2 separate regions of the Mus musculus genome follow, and region 1 is linked to region 2. Evidence: chromatin contacts called from public Hi-C data. All regions are on one chromosome and are shown on one strand. Each heading gives the region's core, a stretch centred on a gene start, on an enhancer-like site or on the middle of the called end of the contact. The rest is flanking DNA. Distances are from core to core; before and after follow the strand shown. Region 1 overlaps Nek6 (NIMA (never in mitosis gene a)-related expressed kinase 6). Region 2 overlaps Strbp (spermatid perinuclear RNA binding protein).

Region 1 (7,216 bases), core at 124-2,623, 990 kb before region 2:
GTGTCTCTGCAAGCTGCCCTTCCCCAGGTGGTGCTTCTGTCACACACCTTGAAAACCCACTGTGGCATCGTCCACGGGGTGGGGCCGAAGCCTGGGCTCCAGCATGGATGGCAGGCAGAGCTGTGTGTGTGACCTGCTCTGACCACTCTCTAGCCAAAGGCCAAGATGTTTCGTTCTTGGTTCCTCATCAGTGAGACCTCATGCTTGGCAGCTGGTTCTCCCATCTGGACAATGGAAAGCGAGGATCAGAACGCAGTTTGGTCCATGATGAATTCTCACTAATGAGGGCTCATCCCTAGAGATGTCTGTCTCTCTAAAAAATGTGTGACACGTTGTGGTCACGCACAGCAGGGTCACACACATGGTAGCACTGGCATATGGCAAGGAGAGTTCTACTCCCCACCAGGTGACCCTGTACCAGACAGCTTGGTAGGACCCTCTCCCCACCTGTCTTCTGGCTACCCACGACCCAAGCCCACTGCCACACTGTAGGCTGGTGGCTCTTTTGAAGGCCACCTGGATATGGGTGATCTCTTGCCCTCATGCTGATGTGGGCTCCCTTCTCTCAGCCTCAGTCTCCTTCTCAGCCAAACGAGATGAAAGTCCTGGGTGTGACGCCATCTTAGAAAAGCAAAATGTTTCTTAAATATTTTTAAAGCCCCACCTTCTTCTGATTTGTCCCTATAGTGAACGAGTGGACACTTAAGTACAGGGTGGCTGCAGATCCTGGGTGACACTGTGACCTTCCAGTTGGAATTTAGACTCCCTCAGTCGACATCTGCATGCACACTCTGGCTTTTGGGAAAGCGATCCACCCATCCTCTAACCAGCTCACCTCTGTCAGTCTGTGGCCCCTTGAGGGCAGGGAAGCCTGCTGGGTCACACATCCCAGCATGGCACAGGGCCAAGCCAGGCCGTCCCCCTTGACTGCTTGTCTCTTACGGGGTTATCCTCAATGGGCTCTGTTTGCCCAATCCCAGAGAGACCAGGCATCCCCACAAGGGGCTTGGGTATGAGCAACCTCCCTTCCTGCCCCGTCCAGTCTCAGCCCGAGGCGCCTTGTCACCACTGTCACCGCTGCCAAGCGCAAGGCCTGCGTTCCTGCTCTCCAGACCCACCATTTGTCTCGAAGCTGCTGCCGTTGCTTGGAGCGAGACACTTGCTTGTAGCTTGTGAGCTGTGTATAGGCAAATCTTTCATTTTTCTTTCATTATGCCGGCGTGTACTGTCACTTAATTTTTATGTATGCAATCCTTCCTGACAAATATGATCTGCTGCCTGGTAATTCGTCTGACGCTCATTCTGTTCCGAGCTCTAATTACGGCTCCTATTCCTGACACCGAGGCAGCCACTCTGCCACCGCTGGGTACCGCACCTGTCAGCCCGACCATGGCACTGACTAATGCCCTTTCATGCCAGCCTCCTGTTAGCAAATACAAGCATAAGGAGGGGCCAGGGAGGGAAGGCAGAGAAGGGATTTGCATAAGCCCGGCTCCGGGTCAGCAGCTTTAGTAGATGAGGAGGTTGCCAGGACAATGTGACTAACTGCCCCAGCATCCCCACATAGTAGGTGCACATTAGATGCAGAAGATGAATAATTCATAGTCACACACAGGGTGTGAAGGGCCCCTACATCCTTCCTGTGTTATGGTGTGATAGCAATTAACTCCTTTTCTTGCCCAACTAGACTTGTGTGCACTTAGCTGTATACAGAACTGGTAGTAAAAGGGTGCTTTCTCCTGGAGCTTGGAGACTTCTGGTCCCAGGTTATGGGTCTGACTGTCAACCTCCACGGTAGGCACAGAGGACAGGCCTCAGCTGCCAGAGCTGGTTTGGCAAGCGCAGGTTGGTGGAGCACCCTTAGCTCCATGGTGCCTCCTGGAGTCTGGTGCCCATGGCCTGAAGCAGGGCTGGACCTGGGAGGTAACCTGCACCCATCACACAGGGTCTACGCTCAGGAGGCCTCAGGAGGTGCCTGGCACGTGAGGGTAGCCTCCTCCAAGTCCCAGTTCCTTCTCATTAATGTAATAAGTGCAGTAGTCCGAGCAGATAAAATCACACTGTCAGAGGAGCCGGGTCTCTGTCATCCCTAACAAGGCGATCTTAACCAGCTCTGACTAGCCACTGCAGCCATCTTCTCCAAGACAGGACAGAGTGGGGCTTGGGCCTGACTGACAGGCCCAGGAGGCAGTGCCTAGGCTCTTCTCTGACAGCTTCCCTCCGAGTTCCGACCTTTTCGAAACTCTTTAGCCAGACAGGGGCTGAGGAACATTTATTAGGGGTAGAGAGCTTGTACCTGCCTAGCCTGTAGGAGGCCCTGGGTTCTGTCACCAACACCACAAAGAAAAAGCATCCTACCTCAGTAAACAGGTTGGAACAGACTGGGAAACTGAGGCTTCCTTCTCGTCAGAGTCAGTAACTGGGGAATCCCCGAAGGAGACTCCTGGCCCTGACCTCATGAAGAAGTAGGCACTACACAGGAGAGGTCAGCATGTGGATTGGACACTGTGTGACCTTGAAATAGACCAACTTCCTGAGTTCCAGTGTCTAGATCCTGTGTACCCTGAAGGCCAGTGGAGATGCGACAGAGCATCCTCAGGTCCTTGGGTATGGCCCTACAAAGCCTTTCCTAGGGGCCTGAGGACCACAGGAGTCGAGGGAGAGGCCAGCCCAGGTATTCCCAGGGCTGAGTGGAGGCCCAGGCCTCGTCACACTCCTGCAACCAGCTGGCTCACATCTCACAAGTGCGTGCCTTGAGTCTGAGCCACCATGACCTGAATGAACGGTGACAGTTTCCAGAGGAGAGTTCCCCACAGAGCACCCATGCTGCCACCAGAAGCTGCTGATGGCTCATGGCTGGCTACAGGCACCCAGTTGTGTGGTGATGGGAGACACCCAGACTGGAGCTGTGGGGTGGCATGGAAATGAGTAGAGCCAGAGGTTTTTTTTTTTTTTTTTCCCTGGGAGGTGGCCACAGGTCACAGGCTGGCTCCGGGTCTCCTCTGTCTCCCCTAGTGATCCCTGAGAGATGTTGGGAGAAGCTGGGAGACCCCGGCCTCTCATGGATTCCTGGTGAAACCCTGCTGTCTCTGTGGTTATGCTGGCTCCATTAAACTAATTAAAGAGCAGCAGCTCCATCTTCATCACTCCGGCACACACTCCGGCACACACTCCGGCACACACTCCGAAGCCCACACAGCCCCACCTAACCTGAAGCCCCTCTTCACACTCCCAACAGGGACATCAAGGCCTGTACCCATTCTCCAACACCTGCTTATTGGCATCACCCCAAGCTCATGCACAGCTCCCACAACTGGACATGGCTCCTTCTCGGGGGCCTTCCCAGATGTTCTTCCTCCACAATCCAACCACCCAGCCCCAGCCCCCAAGACTGCCTCTTCAGTCTTACAAGCAGATCTACCTGGGGAGTAGGTCACAGGGCCAATTGGGCACAGCAAAAGGACCACAAGCCAGGCAGATGCAGTCCATTCTATATGACAGGGTCTGTTGGCCTTCCAGGAAGTACTAGAGAGATGACTTGGGGATATGGGGAGATCCCCCTTCCCCCCTGCAGTGGCCCCTCTGGGCCTCAGTTTCCTCTACTTTGGATCTATCCCAAAGCAAGGGTGAACTCTTAAGACTCAAAAAAGATCTTCCCACACACTACAAATAGTTCCAGGAGAATGGATGCCCTTCCGGCTGGGTCACCCAGGCCTACAGGGGCTGCGGGTAGGTGGGACATAGGCCTCTTACCTAGTGAGTGGGCCGCAGTGGTCTCCGAGCTGAAGAAGCGGCCCAGGCCGAGGTCACCAAGCTTCACAATGCCCGTAGCTGTGATGAACACGTTGGCGGGCTTGATGTCTGCAGGGCAAGGACACAGGGTTGGTGTGGGGAGAGCAGGCTTAGAAGGGATGGGAGGAGGCTCATTTACTTCATCTGTAACATGACTATCCCCCTCCCCCATGTCACAGGTTGGCTGTGAGTGGGGAGCAGAGACTTCTATACTACTGTCTCCTTTTGTACAGCTGCCTCCCCTGTGCCAGACGAGCGTCACCGCACGGGAGACACTGTCTGACAGTCAGTAAGCTTTGCACTGCAGTGACTAGGGCAGGGTCTCACACAGGTGAAAGCAACTCAAAGACACCTTCGACAGGCTTCCTCACAACCTGAAATACCTCCTCAAAGCACTTTCTGGGGTAGGGTGGGGGTATAGCTTGCTTAGCCAATGCCTACCAAGATATCAAAGCCCATGGGAAACTTTCTCTGGGCAAAACTGGCCTCAGCACCAGGTTTGGCCACATCTGGGATGAGTGGAGTCAGCATGCTGTGATGGTCCCATTCCCTGAAGCTTAAGTGATGACTATCGGGCATCAGATAAGACTCCCCCGCCCTCCCAGGTGGGTCCTCGAATGGGACAGATGTGAGTGCAGCTACTGGATACCCTGCATGGCCTAAATGGCCTCATTCTCAGGGCAGCTCCTGGGGCGCTCGAAGGCTCAGAGCTGGAGTCCCGGGCCAAGGAGGGGCACACACCTCGGTGCATCACACGTCGGGAGTGCATGTGCTCCACAGCGCTGCACAGCTGCACGAAGTACTTCCACACGGTCCTCTCAGGGATAAGCCGCTTCTGCTTCTTGAAATACTGTGGGGTGACAGACAGACAGGCCTGGGTGAGCATATTTCCAGCAAGGGTGACACGGTGATCACACCAGCAAAGGCCAAGCAAACAGTGAGGGGCCGGGATGTTGTGTCAGCACCTCTCTTCAGCCCAGCAGAGCTCAGGGGGCCCCAGATGAAATGGACCATGAGGTCAGAGCCTGGCCAGAGGGAAGCCCAAGGAAGAGCCTCTCAGTGACCTGCTCACAGGGGCCTGGGGAGACTAAGGACTCTCAGCATCAGTCCGAGCCTGGCGTGGGAGGAGAACCAGGCCTGAGAGATAGATAGTCATTGTTGTCCCCATGTCCTCAGTCGTTAAATCTCAGTGTCATGTGACTGCTAAAGGCACAGTAACCCTTGAGGAGAAGGACTTAACTTCGTCAAACAGACCCTTGGTTTCAGCAGGCACTAATTTATTTACCTCCTTGCCTACTGTCTTAGTCAGGGCTTCCATTGCTGTGATGAAACACCACAGCAAGTTTAGGAGGAAAGTGTTTATTTTATCCACTACTTCCATATCATAGTCTGTCATGGAAGGCGGTCAGGGCAGGAACTGGTGTGCACGAGCCGATGCAGAAGCCATGGAGGGGTGGCGCTTACTGGCTTGCTCATCCTGCTTTCTTATAGACCCCAGGACCACCAGCCCAGGGACAGAACCACCCATCATGGGCTAGGCCCTCCCCCATCAGTCACTAATTAAGAAAATGCCTTACAGTCTTGCCCACCCACGGCAGAATTTAATGGCTGCATTTTCTCAGTGGAGATTCCCTCCTCTCAGATTTCTTTAGCCTATGTCAAGTTGACTTAAAATTAGCCAGGACACCTAGTAAACCACATTGGAACCCCCAGGGGGGAAAAAAAAGAAAGAAAGAAAAAAGTCAAGAAACAACTCTCCAGGCTGCACTGAAAGAGAATTGAACAGAAGGTTCTGGAAGGATAATGCAGGAACAAATCCTGAGACAGTGTGTGTGTGTGTGTGTGTGTGTGTGTGTGTGTGTATAGGGGTGTGCGCAGCAGGCCTGTACTGAGGTGTAGGGCAATGGCTAGCACCTCGGCTACCTCATCACCAAGCTGTGGTTCTAGTGGCAAGAGGCAGCACTGTGGCCAGTGCCAAGCAGCTATTCCAGTGTAGGAAGCCAGGAACTAACTACCAGGGCACCTGCCTAGCCTGGGGAGGAAACAGAGGTGCAGGAAAGCCCTGCTGCGTACAGGCCACGCTCAATCATGCTGCTGGACTCTCAGCAAGCAGCACAAAGGCCCTGAGGGCTACAAAATGGAGCTTAGTTAGGCCTTCTGAGTTCATCACATCGAATGACGCTGAGAATCTGTGACGGGGACCATGCCCAGAGAGGCTCATGCACAGGCCCACGGCTATGCATCAGGAGCACGCACGGAGGCTGGGATCTAGAGCTGGGGACCTCCAGACACAGGGCCGGGATAGCTGCTAGCTACTGGCCTGGAAGTAAAACCCCTTGAGGCTCTCCTGAGGCCCTTCTAGGAGGAGCTGGCGAGCTGGCTCTTCTGGTCTCCCCAAAGACCTCTGCTTTGGGCCACCCCCAGGCCTCTGTGCCAGGCTGGGCGGCCTGTTATTTACACCATAATGTTATTTGGTCCTCATTATAGTGTTTACGTGGGGACGTGTGCAGCCGAGAGTGGTGATTTTCTAAATGTCATATTCTATAAGTGCCAGCTGACATTTAGTAGGGAGGCGCCGAGTCTCTGGTGGGTTTCAGACAGTGGCGGCTCTGGGCTTCACCAGCCTTGAAAAGAATGCCAGCGCCATGGTTGACGGGCTCCGGAGGCTGCAAACCCTTCAGACAAAAGCCCTGCTGACCAATGACCTCTAAGGCCAGTGGGAACACTGTGGTGTGACCCAGGCTTGGGACTGCAAAGGCTTGGTTCCCCTGGATACCTAGAACAGAATGAGAAGGGGTGTGGCAACAGAGTTTACTGGGCACCAGGCACCTTGCGGGGTATGAAGAAACTGGGTGCAGAAGCCTGCTAAACTATCCCAGGTGTGTCCAGTTAGGGCACTGCCCCCAATTCCCCTGCTGGCTGTAGGTGCAGCAGGGCTAGCCCTGTGAGGAACCTGTGCTGTCAGCTGTTTTGGGCTGGGAGAAGAGAGCATCTGCTAGGGAGGATGGAGGCTGAGGGTGAGGCAGGAACAGCCTCCACACTACTTAAACTCTGTTCCCTGTGGAGCCTGACCCACCTGAACCCTGAGCCTGAGCTAGCTCAGGACACACAGAGAAGCTGGCTATAAAACTAGTGGGCTGGTGTACTGGCTAGTTTTGTGTCAACTTGACACAGCTGGAGTTATCACAGAGAAAGGAGCTTCAGTTGAGGAAATGCCTCCATGAGATCCAACTGTAAGGCATTTTCTCAATTAGTGATCAAGGGGGAAAGGCCCCTTGTGGGTGGGACCATCTCAGGGCTGGTAGTCTTGGTTCTATAAGAAAGCAGGCTGAGCAAGCCAGGTGAGGCAAGCCAGTAAAGAACATCCCTCCATGGCCTCTGCATCAGCTCCTGCTTCCTGACCTGCTTGAGTTCCAGTCCTGGC
Region 2 (6,661 bases), core at 3,638-6,137:
ACTTAAAAAGTAGGATAAGGTATTTTCTAGATAAGTAGAAAGATCATTGTCAACTTGGTTTGTTTTTACCACATAAGACATCATACACTTCATTAGTAAATTTTAGTATTTCAAAGCCTACATTCAGGTACTCAGTAGTTAAGAGCACTTGTTCTTGAAAACAACTTGCATTTGGTTCTCAGCACCCACCTGGTGGCTCTGGTTCCAGGGGACCTGATGCCTTCTTTTGACCTCCACAAGCACCAGTCATGCATGTGGTGTGTACACATGCACACAGAGACACATATGCATGCATGATCAGCATTCTAAAAAAGTTGTTTATTCTAGGTTAAACTATTTATTAATTGGCTACTGAAGTCTAGTTGGATTTATGTTGAGTCACTGCAATCTGATTACTTTGATTACTTGAAGATAGACTGTGTCTTTCCCACTTTGTTTCAGAAAATCTCCACACTAGAAGCCATAAAATTCATGTGCTTAATACAAGAAACAATGTTTTATGTATGAGACCTAAAAATGACTTTGGGTATAATTTGGCCACTCATATTTGTGTATTGAATGTTAATTGTTTTCTAGGTAACCCACTAGTGAAACATAGTTACTCAAATATTTTCATATGGTTAACACATTCTTCAGAATAGTTCTTTAAGTTAGGTGCCATATCTGTTTTGCAGATGGTCAACTGAAGAGACTAACTATAGATGTTTTACTGTCTTAGCTGAAGCCCCGTAGTAGATGAGAATTAGAAAGTTCTTTTTCTCCATGATGAAATTATTATTGCTGTTATTACAGGCAAAAGGTGTTGTGAATACAGCAGTATCTGCGGCAGTCCAGGCAGTTCGGGGCAGAGGAAGAGGAACTCTGACAAGGGGAGCATTCGTGGGGGCTACAGCAGCTCCTGGATATATAGCTCCAGGTTGGTGCCATTTACTAAAGATCAAATGACCTCCTTGATTTCAGGCCTGAACAGCATTTCCTTATTCTCTGGAGTTCTATGTGGTTTCTGGAAATACTGCACATGTGTAGGAGTATATAGAACTTCAGAAGGGATCTGCTAAGTAACTATAGCCTTTCTGGAGGGAAAAGAAAGAATCATGGCTGACCTTGGGTATAGGAATATATTTTGACAGGAGAATCTAAAAACCTGTTCTACAAATTATGGTGTTTGGGCAGTAGAATGGAGTGTGTTCTGTGAGGATACCATACCAGAATTGCTATGGAGTTCCGAGTTTTTTAATAGAGATGAATCCTGACTTATAAATTAGCATTTATGAAATTCAGTATTTGAGAATAGTCAAAGGAAAGAAACACAAAACAAAAAAGAGGGGTGTGTGTGTGTGTGTGTGTGTGTGTGTGTGTGTGTGTGTTTGTTAGGGGTTACAGGGTAGACACAACTTACTTAGAGCCTGTTATATTCCAAGTGTTTCCATATAAGTTACTTTACTTGTTCACCCTCTATGTTTCCTTCGGTGGAAGTTAGTTTACAGGTAAGGCAGACAGGTCTGGGTGAAACAAGCAGCAGAGTAAGGACTTCGACGCAGGTAATAGCATTGCTAAAGCTATTGGCCTTTTTGTTTTTCCTAGTCTAAGATCGCCCTTAGAATTGCTTCACTGTGCATGTTGTTGACATTTGGGAAGTATGATGAATAATACTACTTTGGAATTACTAGTTCACTGTGTTTTTGCATCCCTGGATGAAATGTCTTACACAGAGTTTTCTTGCTTTATAAGACACCAGATATAGATTTTACTCTTGTTGAGCTTACATTGTGGAAGGTGAGGCATGGTAAGAAAGTAACCAAACTTAAAACTGGGAAAGTCTGAGGAGGATAATGAACATAGTATTATGGGAACGTAAAAGACCTACCTGGTCCATGAAGGCTTCCCTGAAGAATTGACACTGGAGTGCATTGTGGAGAGTTAGTAGGAATTCACCAAGAAGGCTGGCATGAAAGAACAAACTCCATGTGTAGAGACCCACTATTGTTATAGGCTTTCTGATCGAGAATTGAGACCCTTTCATAGGCAAGTTTATTGAATGCTAGCACAATTTCTGGAAATTTCCTAAATGTCAGGAAGCCCTGAACATCTCAGAAAAGAGTGCTGTATACAGTTTGCGTTCTTTATTTTCCATATGAAGTTACTTAGATTCTGATCCATGGTTTGGATTTTGTCTTCAGATCTTAAGTACAGTGGAAAGTCATCAGGGGTTTGAAGGAGCGAACAGCAAAATCAGATGTTATTTATAAATATTCCTCCTCCTATAGGGCAAAGAGGAGATGCAATGACATAATGGGCATAATGGCACAAGCTTTGAAGGCTGTGGTAGATGTGTTACTGTGGTGGAAACTGGTAGATGGATAAAAAGATGTGAACAAATTATTGAAAGCAGCATTGTTCATAGATGAAGTATTTAGACTGAAGAGTAAAAAGTTTGAAGGATGCTGTCATGGCTTTCAGCTAGATGAACTAGGGGTTCAATTGTGCTTTTTCATGGGAATAAGGAATACTAAAATATGTGTGAAAGGAAATAGGCATGGATTTTTTTTTAATTCATTTTGTGTCTAACATTAAGATACTTTTCTATACTTTCTTTATTGAAAATTAATAGCTTTAGACTTATTTGGGAATGGTTATTGAGATGAGCCTGTGTTTTGGTAGTGTGTTCCTTTGGGGCTCAAGTCTGGTAACAATCTACCATTGCCAGATCTTCTGTTATTTGCTTCCTGCCTCAGGGTTATGGAGCTATGTTTAGTATAGTGATGAGAGGGATTATGTGTGTATCCTTATTGTCAGCTTCTGTTCATAAAGGGCTTTTGTCTTAAACCATTACTTTGACCTCTGTACAAGGCCTGTCTTCTGAAGCTTTAAAAAAAATTAACCAGACCAAAAAGAAAATAATTCTTTTATTGGACAAAAAATTAACTTTATGTTAATCTAGATCTTGAATGAATTTCTGTCATTTGTTTTGGGGACTGGCATAGGTGTTTTATATATACTTTAACTTTCTTGTCTATTTAGCTGCTGTGTATAACACTGAGGCTCAGAGAATCTTAGTGACCTGATCAATGGCCAACTTAACTAGTAGTTTCATTTCTTTCAGGAGGTTTTATTAAAATTTTTGACATTGTAGCTTAAGGAAATAGCTTTCATTCCCTGGAATACATTTATAAAATATGAAAACACAAAGTTTTATTTTGCCCTCTGCTACTCTCTGCTTTTCCTTATGTTTATCTTAGCTATTGCTGTATCCTTTTGAAATCTACAGTTTTAGTATGGACTGTGATTGAGTCCCCAGTTAAATAGTTTAAATGTAGTGCAAAGTGAAAAGTGGTCATCTCTCTGTCATACACTTTAGTGCTTTATAAAAACTGAGCAAAGGTGACTAAGAGCTAACCTGTGGCCCAGTGAATGCTCAGGGTCAGATGAGGCAAGGAACTGATGTTTGACTGAGCATGATGCAATATAGGGAAAAAGAGGAGGTAGTAGTCCTGGGGAGTTGATACTTGATTCTAGTCTCAATGATAAGCTGTTCTGATCAGCATAAACATAAATAGTTCCAGAACAAACAGTTGAGATTAAAAAAAAAAAAAAATCTAGATTTCAGTAAGTATTTATGTAGTGTTAATGAGGTATTGTACCTTTAGTCAGGATCTTAGTATAGCCCTAGCTGACCTGGAATTTGTTAGGTTATAGACCTTGTATATACAGAGATCCACCTGCCTCTGCCTCCCAACTCTGATATTTAAGGTTTGAGCCACCACACCCAGGCTGCTTTGTTTCTGTATATTATTTTCAGACGGGATTTATAGTCTAAGATGCCCTGGAACCTTACTGCATGAAGCCTACGTAACCTGGCTTCAAACTTGGATCCTTCTGCCTCAGCATTTGTGGTGCTTGGATTACTGTTGTGCACTTTGTCATAGTTAAGAGACAAGTTACAGTGTTTCCCCTGGAACTTGGCCAAACCATTTCATATTTATATAATTTTAGGTTGTTTGCCCAGAAAGACCCCAGAAAATTACAGTTTTTGTTAACATGGTGTAGCTAAACCTTACCAGAACAGCCAGGCATGGTGGTGCACGCCTTTAATCCCAGCACCCGGGAGGCAGAGGCAGGCGGATTTCTGAGTTTGAGGCCAGCCTGGTCTACAAAGTGAGTTCCAGGTCAGCCAGGGCTATACAAAGAAACCCTGTCTCGAAAAACAAACAAACAACTTTACTGGAACACTATAAAGAAGCCTGGGTTTACCAATTGAAAAGATGGGAATATGGCAAATTAGGTGCTCTTTTGTATAAGGATATGTGAGCAATTACTGTGAGAATTAACTAATTCAAAAACATTTGTGTTCTTATTAGTAGTTTTTACTTATAATACACACACACACACACACAAACACACACATATCTAAGAGAAACTGATCTATCAAGTTACCAACTTTCAGGGAGAGACTTTGTGTTAGGACTTGGTGTTCAGATGCTTTAAGTAATGTCCCTTATCACTGGGCTAATGACCTGACCCATGCATTCTCTTTAGCGGCATTTCAGGCTACAGCATGCTCTGGCATTGTTTTCTAAAAGGAGCCATGGGAAGTCCTGTGCTCCATTTTTAGGAAATTGGTAATTGCAATGGTTCTAAGTATTATTTTGGTTAACAGTTGTTTATTATGTTAGGTATAGGTGATGCAAAGATAAAATTTGATGTCTGCCACTTTAGTGGGGCATAGAGACAAGTACATAAATTATAGTACAGCGTAGAAGTACAGATGGAGGAGGAATAAAAGAAGAAAGGGAGGAGAAAGAAAAGGGAGAGAGGAGAGAACACAGATGAACAAGAGCAGATGGGGAGGATAAGTAAGTTAAGAAGATCTGTGTAGGTCACAGTGTGAGGAGGCTTCTGCAACTAAGCAGGACTAGGACTACTCTGTAGTGTGTTATTAGCCTTCCAGAGTCTGCAGGTCTCCAGGTTGTGTTTGACAATTGGGCCTGGACTGATTGCTGCCCTCTTCTTTACACCAGGTTACGGAACCCCATATGGTTACAGCACAGCTGCCCCTGCATATGGTATGTACACTTCCTTACTGATTCCTCCTCTTAGCAAATTTGTCACAGCAACTCAAAACATTGTACCCAGAGTTTCAGTAAACATGTTCGAGGATCTCAGATCTGATCATTCAAGGGGCCCAACTTAAATTCCCTCTGAAAATGCCACAACCTTGTGGTTCTTGGTTTGGTCGAAGTTGCTCTTCTCTCTGCTTTGCCTGATTGGAGAACTGCTTGTTCTTATTGCCTGTTTCTGACCATATTGAAATTATATATTTGAAGTAATTATTCTTACAGCCAGCCTATACTCCATTCAAAGGCTACTGAAGGGCCACACTCCAGTTTCTAGCCCAACCACCTGCCAGTTACATGGCCACATTGTTAGTTTGTGTATAGAACTTTATGAATGTGGGTGATTTGAGTCAAGAAAACAAAGTCATCATTTCAAATTTGTACCCATTAGTCTTTGCTATACCTTTTGCTTTGGGAATAGATAGATGTCATTAGTCCCACAGAGATAATGGGTTTCATTGCCAATGTTACCTGTTTTTTTGCAGAAAGTCAGTTTTTTGCAGAAAGTTAGTAGCTGATGCTAGAAAATCCTAGGCCTATTGCTTGGTTTTTTTTTTTTTTTTTTTTTTTTTTTTTGGTTGGTTGGTTGGTTAGTTTTTTTGTCAAAATAAAAAATACCAGCAGATATGTGAATGAATCCTAATGGCCCTTTGGATAACTTTTGAATGAGGTTTATGTGGCAATGGAGGCAGTAGGTTTGGAGTCAGTGATATGCTCTTAGACATTTTTTGTAACTCAGGTGCTCTATGTTACGGAATCAGCCATCATCTATAGGATGCTTGTCACTGAGAAAGAGAGCAAAGGGTGTGTGTGTGAGCGTGTGTCTGTCTGTCTGTCCACACAGCCCAACCAGGTGTGCATGCACACGGAAGGCAAAGGTCCTTCATGCATTGCTGTTTGTGGCATGGATCCTCTACATGAGCCTTCACATTGTGCCTTTTCCTCTTCACACATCAGCTTTACCATTTTTATTTTGATGACAATTATAGGTCCTTAAGACATTGCTATACTGAAGTGTAGAATTTGAATAGTTTGGCAAGGTTCAAATGTGTTCAAGAAGTTTTGTTTGGGCAAAATGCAGAGCCCAGATTTAAGTCCTTTGCCTGGTTGTATCCCTCGCCCACTCATGTGACCCAGGCTTCTCCATATTCTGAACTATAGGAATCACAGATGTGGGAGTTCAGGATTAGTATTTGTTTTTATCTATATTTCCTTCTGAATTCAGACTGGCTCTTTTTGTTTTGACCATTGGCATTTGCCCTTTCTCCAGCTTCTTAATGTCCTGAACACCTCATCCTGACAAATTGGGGCCAGCTGATTAACCTAGGCGTAGCACACTTGACTTACTTGCTATACCTGAGTCTGTGTGCCAGTCACAAAATAACAAGATGAATTCTACTAAAGCATTGCTAGAGACTTTCTTTAAAAAATTTGGGTTTTAGACTCTTCAGTTACATCCATGTTTTCCTCAAGTCTTTTTAATTTTTCTTTTCTGGTCCTTCCTTAACATTCTTTCACCCTGTGGCTTCTGAGCCTCAGAAGGCGCC

Evidence for each region. A called contact is a pair of places that touch in the nucleus more often than the background predicts.
Region 1: a contact with region 2 is called in a Hi-C map of rod photoreceptor, with 3 times the contacts expected there. The contact joins two enhancer-like sites.

Annotation. Positions count from the first base shown.
Region 1 is chr2:38,566,273-38,573,488 of GRCm38.p6, reverse strand. Nek6 (NIMA (never in mitosis gene a)-related expressed kinase 6) reads right to left here. Exons shown (of 10, transcript NM_021606.3): 6 at 4,534-4,642; 7 at 3,754-3,861. Among named protein-coding and RNA genes, the nearest start is that of Gm35808, 36 kb to the right of the region's middle. Within about 2 kb of position 1,373, at least 16 of the 459 cell types and tissues checked have an H3K27ac peak or open chromatin away from gene starts, as enhancers often do. A contact at or near this core is called in rod photoreceptor, where this site is marked.
Region 2 is chr2:37,584,912-37,591,572 of GRCm38.p6, reverse strand. Strbp (spermatid perinuclear RNA binding protein) reads left to right here. Exons shown (of 18, transcript NM_001379315.1): 16 at 793-916; 17 at 5,019-5,063. Among named protein-coding and RNA genes, the nearest start is that of Gpr21, 72 kb to the right of the region's middle. Within about 2 kb of position 4,887, at least 5 of the 459 cell types and tissues checked have an H3K27ac peak or open chromatin away from gene starts, as enhancers often do. A contact at or near this core is called in rod photoreceptor, where this site is marked.